Linked DNA regions of Gossypium hirsutum: region 2 is linked to region 1. A link is a contact called in public Hi-C data. All regions are on one chromosome and are shown on one strand. The core of a region is the stretch at or near the end of the contact, and the rest is flanking DNA. Distances in the headings are between cores, read along the strand shown. Region 1 holds the start of LOC107955713 (putative Myb family transcription factor At1g14600). Region 2 holds the start of LOC107955708 (E3 ubiquitin protein ligase RIE1).

Region 1 (2,971 bases), core at 264-2,763:
TAATTCTAAAATAGAATTATTAGGAATAGAACTCTAAGTATAAAATATATGAAATTATTTTGATAATTATAACTATAAATTAATTTATAGTTATTAGTTAAAATAATTATAATTTAATTTTGAAATTATTATAAAACTGACTTTTTTTATTTTTTTTAAAATTGTGCTAATTTTATTTATGCAAAATAGAGTTATTAATTGAGTAGAACCTTAAGCATCTTAAATATCAGTTAAATAGTATTAGAGTTATATGCCAATTAAAATTTAATTTTAGCTTTACAAATAACATTCGTAGTTAAGTATATTCAATCAAATAACATCTAAGAAAAAATATTAGTAAAAAATAGAGGTTGTTAGCAATAATAAATTAGAATTATATTGAAAAGAATGGTTAAAGTAATGGTTTTTCGAATAAAGTAATGGTTTTTCGAAGAGGCAATATGAAACCATATTCGAATAACAATGGCATCGGAGAGAGATAGAATATATTTGTTTGGTCTAGACTTGATCACGGGTCGGGCTACCCGCCTAGGCCCGAAAGCTTGCCCGAAAAGTGGACTTGGACAAAAAATAAGGCCCATTTAGGAAATGAGTTGGACCTCGGGTAAGTTTTGTTGTCCCGGGCCCACCTAAATTTGCCTAAAATATTTTTCACTTTTGTTTTGCTATTATTTGTTACTATTTTGTTGTTGTTTGCTACCATTTTGATGTTATTTTGCTGCCATTCTCCTATTATATTACTACATTTTATTGTTGTTGTTTGAAAATTGTATAATTCTTCTTTTATGATTAAATTTTCTATTATTTTCGAGCCATTTCTTTGTAAGGTTGTAACTATCTTAGCTTTATTTAAATATAAAGACTTTTTTTAAATATATTTTCAATTTGTTGGGAAACATATTTATTTTAATGTTTTTAATGTATTTGATGTATTATATTTTTTAAAAAATTTATTTTTATATAAAAATAATATAAAAAGTTTTCAATACGAGTAGACTAGACCAAGCTCAGGTTTAGCATTTATATCTGAGCCGGGTTTGGAAAAAAATCAGACCTATTTTTTTGAGATGGGCCTGAACCTAGAAAATGAGCCTAAAATTTTATTGCTTAAACCCAAACTCGACTTATGATTAGGTCTAGTTTATTTCAAATGAAAAATAAGTTTTGTGAATTTGTTTTGAAAAGAAAATTAAAAGTCAACAATTCATTTTAATAGTTATTACTAAATATGATCATTGATTTTGTGTAAATATTTTGGTTCTTATATAGTTTCCAATTTATATATTATTTTAATAATTTTATGTATTAATTCAATTTATTATTTTTATTATTTTTAAAGTGATATTTTATTCTCTCAATTATTTTTTCAATATCAATTCAATTTTAATATAAATTAAAATAACCCATATTTAATTAGCACAAATATATTTTTAAAATTTAAAATATATTATTTAATAGATTAAAAAATATATAAAATCACATAAACTCACATCACATGATATTATATATTTATGGGGCTTTTTGTGATCATGACGACGTTGGCCTGGCCGTACATAGATTAATATATTTGTATGAGAAAACATAGCTGATAATTCTCTGGATATTCAGAGAAAGTGAGCAAAGGTCAAAGTAAGACAGTTGAAGAGAGAGAGGGGGTAATGGTTTAAGGGAAGGGCAGATCAGAAATCTCGTGATGGAATTTTCATTCTTTTCTTAATTTTTGTTTTAAAAACAAATTTGGGTTTTGATTTTTATCAGCAGTAAAAATGTTCAGAGTTTATAATCTGCAGTAAGTTGCAGGGATTAGTAGGGAATTTTCAGCTTCATCTTTTCCTTTTCTCGTGATCTTTCCTCTTTTACTCTTCTTGTAAATTTCTTCTTCTTCTCTTTTGGCCATTGACCATTGATTTTGCTTTGTAACCTAGACAAAAACTTCAACAAGACTGAAAGAACTAGTTGCTAAGAAACAGCAGATAGAAAACCAGATAAGATTGATCGATCGTGTTAAGGGAATTGGACTGTTTTAAAAGATTGATGGGTCGTTGTGGGAGGCATAATGGTGCAGTGAGGCAATATATAAGATCAAAGGTGCCTCGTTTAAGATGGACTCCTCAACTTCATCACTGTTTTCTTCATGCCATTGACAGACTTGGTGGCCAACACAGTAAGTTATTCCTCTTTTTTTTAATATTACTTTTAAGATTATGAGAGAGACGAAAATGCTATTTAACAATGGGTTTTTTTATTTCATTCATGGTAGAAGCTACGCCAAAGCTTGTTCTTCAGTTGATGGATGTGAAAGGACTCACCATTTCACATGTCAAGAGCCATCTTCAGGTCTATTTCCTTAGCTTTTCAACTCCTAATTTGTTTCTTTGAAATTGTTTGTCCTTTGATCTTTGTTGTTCATATGGTTTGTTTTTTCTTTCCTTTCTAACCAGATGTATCGAAGCATGAGAAGTGATTATGGCAGACAGGGTATCTCCTTTTAAATGCTTCTTTTTTTTTTTCCTTTAAATTAAACCCAGAATTTCTATGATATTTTGCCGGAATATTTTGTATTTTGGAGTTAAAAACCATGTGTTTAACTTCATTTATTATCTTCTCTCTCTCAGAGTTTCTTCATTTATTATTAATAACTTGTTTAATTGCAAATCTTCTACATTTGGCATCTTTGATGAAAACCCATGACTCACTTGTCCGAATCAAACCAAACGACGAAAATCCCAAGATATATGCATGCATATTATCATAAACTCATTTTTTCTTTCATTTACATTAGAAAAATTGGTCTCCTCTACCTAACAAAGTTTTTGTTGACTTTTTTGTGTTTGATTTTTTGGCTCTTTTTTTCTCTTTTTTGCAATGACAGTTACGAGCTCAACCCATGAAAGAAGACAATCTTTTGATGATAACCATGGCTTTGATGGATGTGTTGTACCCATTGAAGAATCATGTTCTCATTTGATCT
Region 2 (3,196 bases), core at 173-2,672, 180 kb after region 1:
ATTACAATTTTATTCTAGAACCATGTAGTGTTTAAATATGCCCAAAAATAAAAAGAAAGAAAGAAAGAAAGAAAGATATACTATAATAAATTTTGAATTATGCTTGAATTTATAATGTTTTAGTTTTTATTAAATTCAAACACGTCCAAAATTTTAAAATACATTTAAAAAATTGTATATATATTAAGTGATGGGAGGCTATCTTATTACATATTTAGATATTTTCTTTTTTTTTCAAAATTACATATTTAGATCATCCTGTATAATATTAGAAGTATTGATTAGATTGTGGTCTAAAAGATTTAGTCATTTTTTGTCTACACTTTAGTAGGTCAGCTGCAATATCTTTTTTAAAATTGTTTGCTAAATGAATGATGGATATTTATACTAAATTGTTTTTATTCTTTTTATTAAAAAATATGTAAATTAGTCTCTATATATTAGATTAGAGAATAAAATAGTTATTTCTATTAAAATTTTATTCATTTTTATAGTTAAAAATTGACATAATTGACAGAATAACTAAACATTTATATACGGTGTGCCATCATGTTGACCATAGAAACTAAATTTTAACAATGGAAATAGATAAAAATTTTAACAAAATAACCAATTTGCTCTTTGATCTAAGGATTAATTTACTCATTTTTTCAGTAGAAGAGACAAAATTAAACCCAACTCCTAAAACAATGTCCTCTATATTACTTTTACCAAAGTTGCTCTCATATTAATTTATATATATGTTATATGAGTTAATTGTACCATACATCCGTAAACTATAACCTTCATTCTAAATTGATCTCCAAATTCTAGAATATTCTAATTATATCACTAAACTATCGAGATAATATCAATAAAGACCTTCAATTACCAAAATAATTAATTTAAGTTAAATAAGATGTCAAATCTTACACAGAATAATTTAAAATGAAAAGTTCAAAGAAAATTGAATATTGTAAAAATCAAGGTCTTGAGATTTTCATAATTCCTACAAAAGCTATATTGCTCTATATGTCTCTCTTTTTATTTTTAGTTTTAGTTTTTTATTGTTAAAAGTCACGAAGTAACATTTTATTTTGATCTAAAGTTTTTATTTTAAATTATACCATATAAGATTTGATATATCATTTAAGAGTTAAATTAAATAATTTTAATAATGATATAATATGGATAGTTTTAAATTTGTGTTAAGGATAAAATAATTGAATTTAAATTCAAGCACGAGATTCAAAATTGATCTTTTAGAAAAAAAAAAAAAAAAAAAGGAATTAGTTCAGACAGCTGAATTCGCGGTACTTATCCAAACAAACTTTTTGAACATTGAATCTAATTTACTGTTACAGCTGAAGGATTGTAATATTGTGATTGCAATCCAAAATGGTTATACGGTTATAAAAAAATTTGTATTAAAAACAATTGGGATTAGAAAAGAATACCAAAAAGAACAGAAACCGAACTGACAGTAATACCCTCTTTCAAGTTTCAACCATCGAAAACCAAACCAAACAGAATCTCTTTCTAAGCAGTCACCTCTTTCATTCAAACATTCCCTTTCCATTTCTATAAATGATTTTCCATTACTTTCCCCTTCTTTCAACCCCGGCAGAATTTAGAATCCTCGAAATCAAATTCCCACATGTCTTCCACGTACTCAACGGAAACACCAGCAACTCCCGCCGCCGCCCCGTCTGATCCTCACGCTCCACTCCTAAGCCCCCGCCACTCGGATCCTGCTTCCACCGCTCAGCTTGCAATGCCGGGTCGGCGGCGTGGAGGGCCGGTGCTCGCGAGGGAGACGGCGGCTCGTGAGCAGGAGGAGCAGAGAGTGGACTGCGAGTACTCGAAGTCGGTCGTGGCGCTGGACATGATGTGGAACGCGGCGTTCGTGGCGTTGTCGGTGGTGATGTTACCGTCTACGATGAATGAGAAACCGAATACTCCTATTAGGCTGTGGGTTTGCTGCTACGCTTTGCTGTGCATGCTGCATGTTGTTTTTGTGTGGTGGGAGTATAGGTGGAGCAACACAAGAGCAACATCTGCCGTCGATGAGGAGAGAGGAGACGCTGCTGCCGAACATGTTAATGATAGTGAAGATGAAGAAGACGGAATTGAAATGAGTCTTTTTGGTTCAAATCAATCTAGGTCAGTTTTTTTTTTTAAATTTATTTTCATGAAAGCGTTGCATTTTCTTTACATTGGAGCTATCTTATGTCTAGAAATTGAAATTTAGGGTGATTAAACTATATTATTCTCACACGGATTTGCTAATGAATTGACAGTGTAGCTAAACGATGTGAATCCTTGAACACAATGGTATCGTTTCTTTGGTGTATAGTAGGCTTCTATTGGGTTGTTTCTGGTGGTGATATCCTTCTGCAAAATGCTCCACGTTTATACTGGTATGTCTTTTTACCAGCCTGTTCTTCCACTAAGCAATTTATTTCTCCGTATTTGGTACTTTGAGAGAAATGAAGAATTGGAGAGAAAGACTTTAGGATATTTAATTGTGTGATATATGTGCAGGTTGGTTGTGGTTTTTCTGGCATTCGATGTGTTCTTTGCAGTCATTTGTGTTGTTTTAGCATGTTTGATCGGGATCGCTCTCTGCTGCTGCTTACCCTGCATCGTCGCAATTCTTTATGCTGTTGCCAAACAGGTACTTAAAAACGCACTCACACAGACACACACACATTGAATAAATCGTTAATAGCTAAATCATAGATTTTATTTCTTGTGCTATTGATTAGGAAGGTGCAGTGGAAGCAGATCTGAGTGTCCTGATGAAATATCGATTTCAGATTGTAAATAACGGCGAAAAGCCATGTGTGGGGGGAGGGAAAATGGTTCCTGTAGAAATGAGCGGTGGATATTTGGCAAATGAGCACTTACTCTTACCAGAGGATGCTGTAAGTTACAACTTTATCATAGATTTGCATTGTTCTGGTATTAGTTTGAAATCTATGTTGTTTCAATTCTTCGATTTTCTTAAAGCATCCATATGGATACGGAGATATGAGCTTTCAAAGATCCTTCAAATACTTAAAAAGCTAAAGTTAAACATAACTGTGTAGGACAGATACTTTGTATCTAACATATACTGAACTCCTAGTAACATAGGATTCAATACACTAAAACTAAGGTGTGAGTGTCAGACATGGGTATGTGTTGAGTAGTCGTGTGCTCAATTTTTTCCAAG

The links. A called contact is a pair of places that touch in the nucleus more often than the background predicts.
Region 2: a Hi-C map of leaf shows a contact between it and region 1, with 1.7 times the contacts expected there. The contact joins the promoter of LOC107955708 here to the promoter of LOC107955713 in region 1. A contact is called at or near these places in 3 of 34 Hi-C or Micro-C datasets (anther and leaf).

What each region holds. Positions count from the first base shown.
Region 1 is chrA05:47,746,917-47,749,887 of Gossypium_hirsutum_v2.1, forward strand. It overlaps LOC107955713 (putative Myb family transcription factor At1g14600), which reads left to right and starts at 1,514. Exons shown (of 7, transcript XM_016891513.2): 1 at 1,514-1,789; 2 at 1,926-2,164; 3 at 2,261-2,337; 4 at 2,442-2,478; 5 at 2,873-2,971. The coding sequence starts at 2,035.
Region 2 is chrA05:47,926,217-47,929,412 of Gossypium_hirsutum_v2.1, forward strand. It overlaps LOC107955708 (E3 ubiquitin protein ligase RIE1), which reads left to right and starts at 1,423. Exons shown (of 5, transcript XM_016891506.2): 1 at 1,423-2,142; 2 at 2,280-2,399; 3 at 2,524-2,656; 4 at 2,748-2,906. The coding sequence starts at 1,637.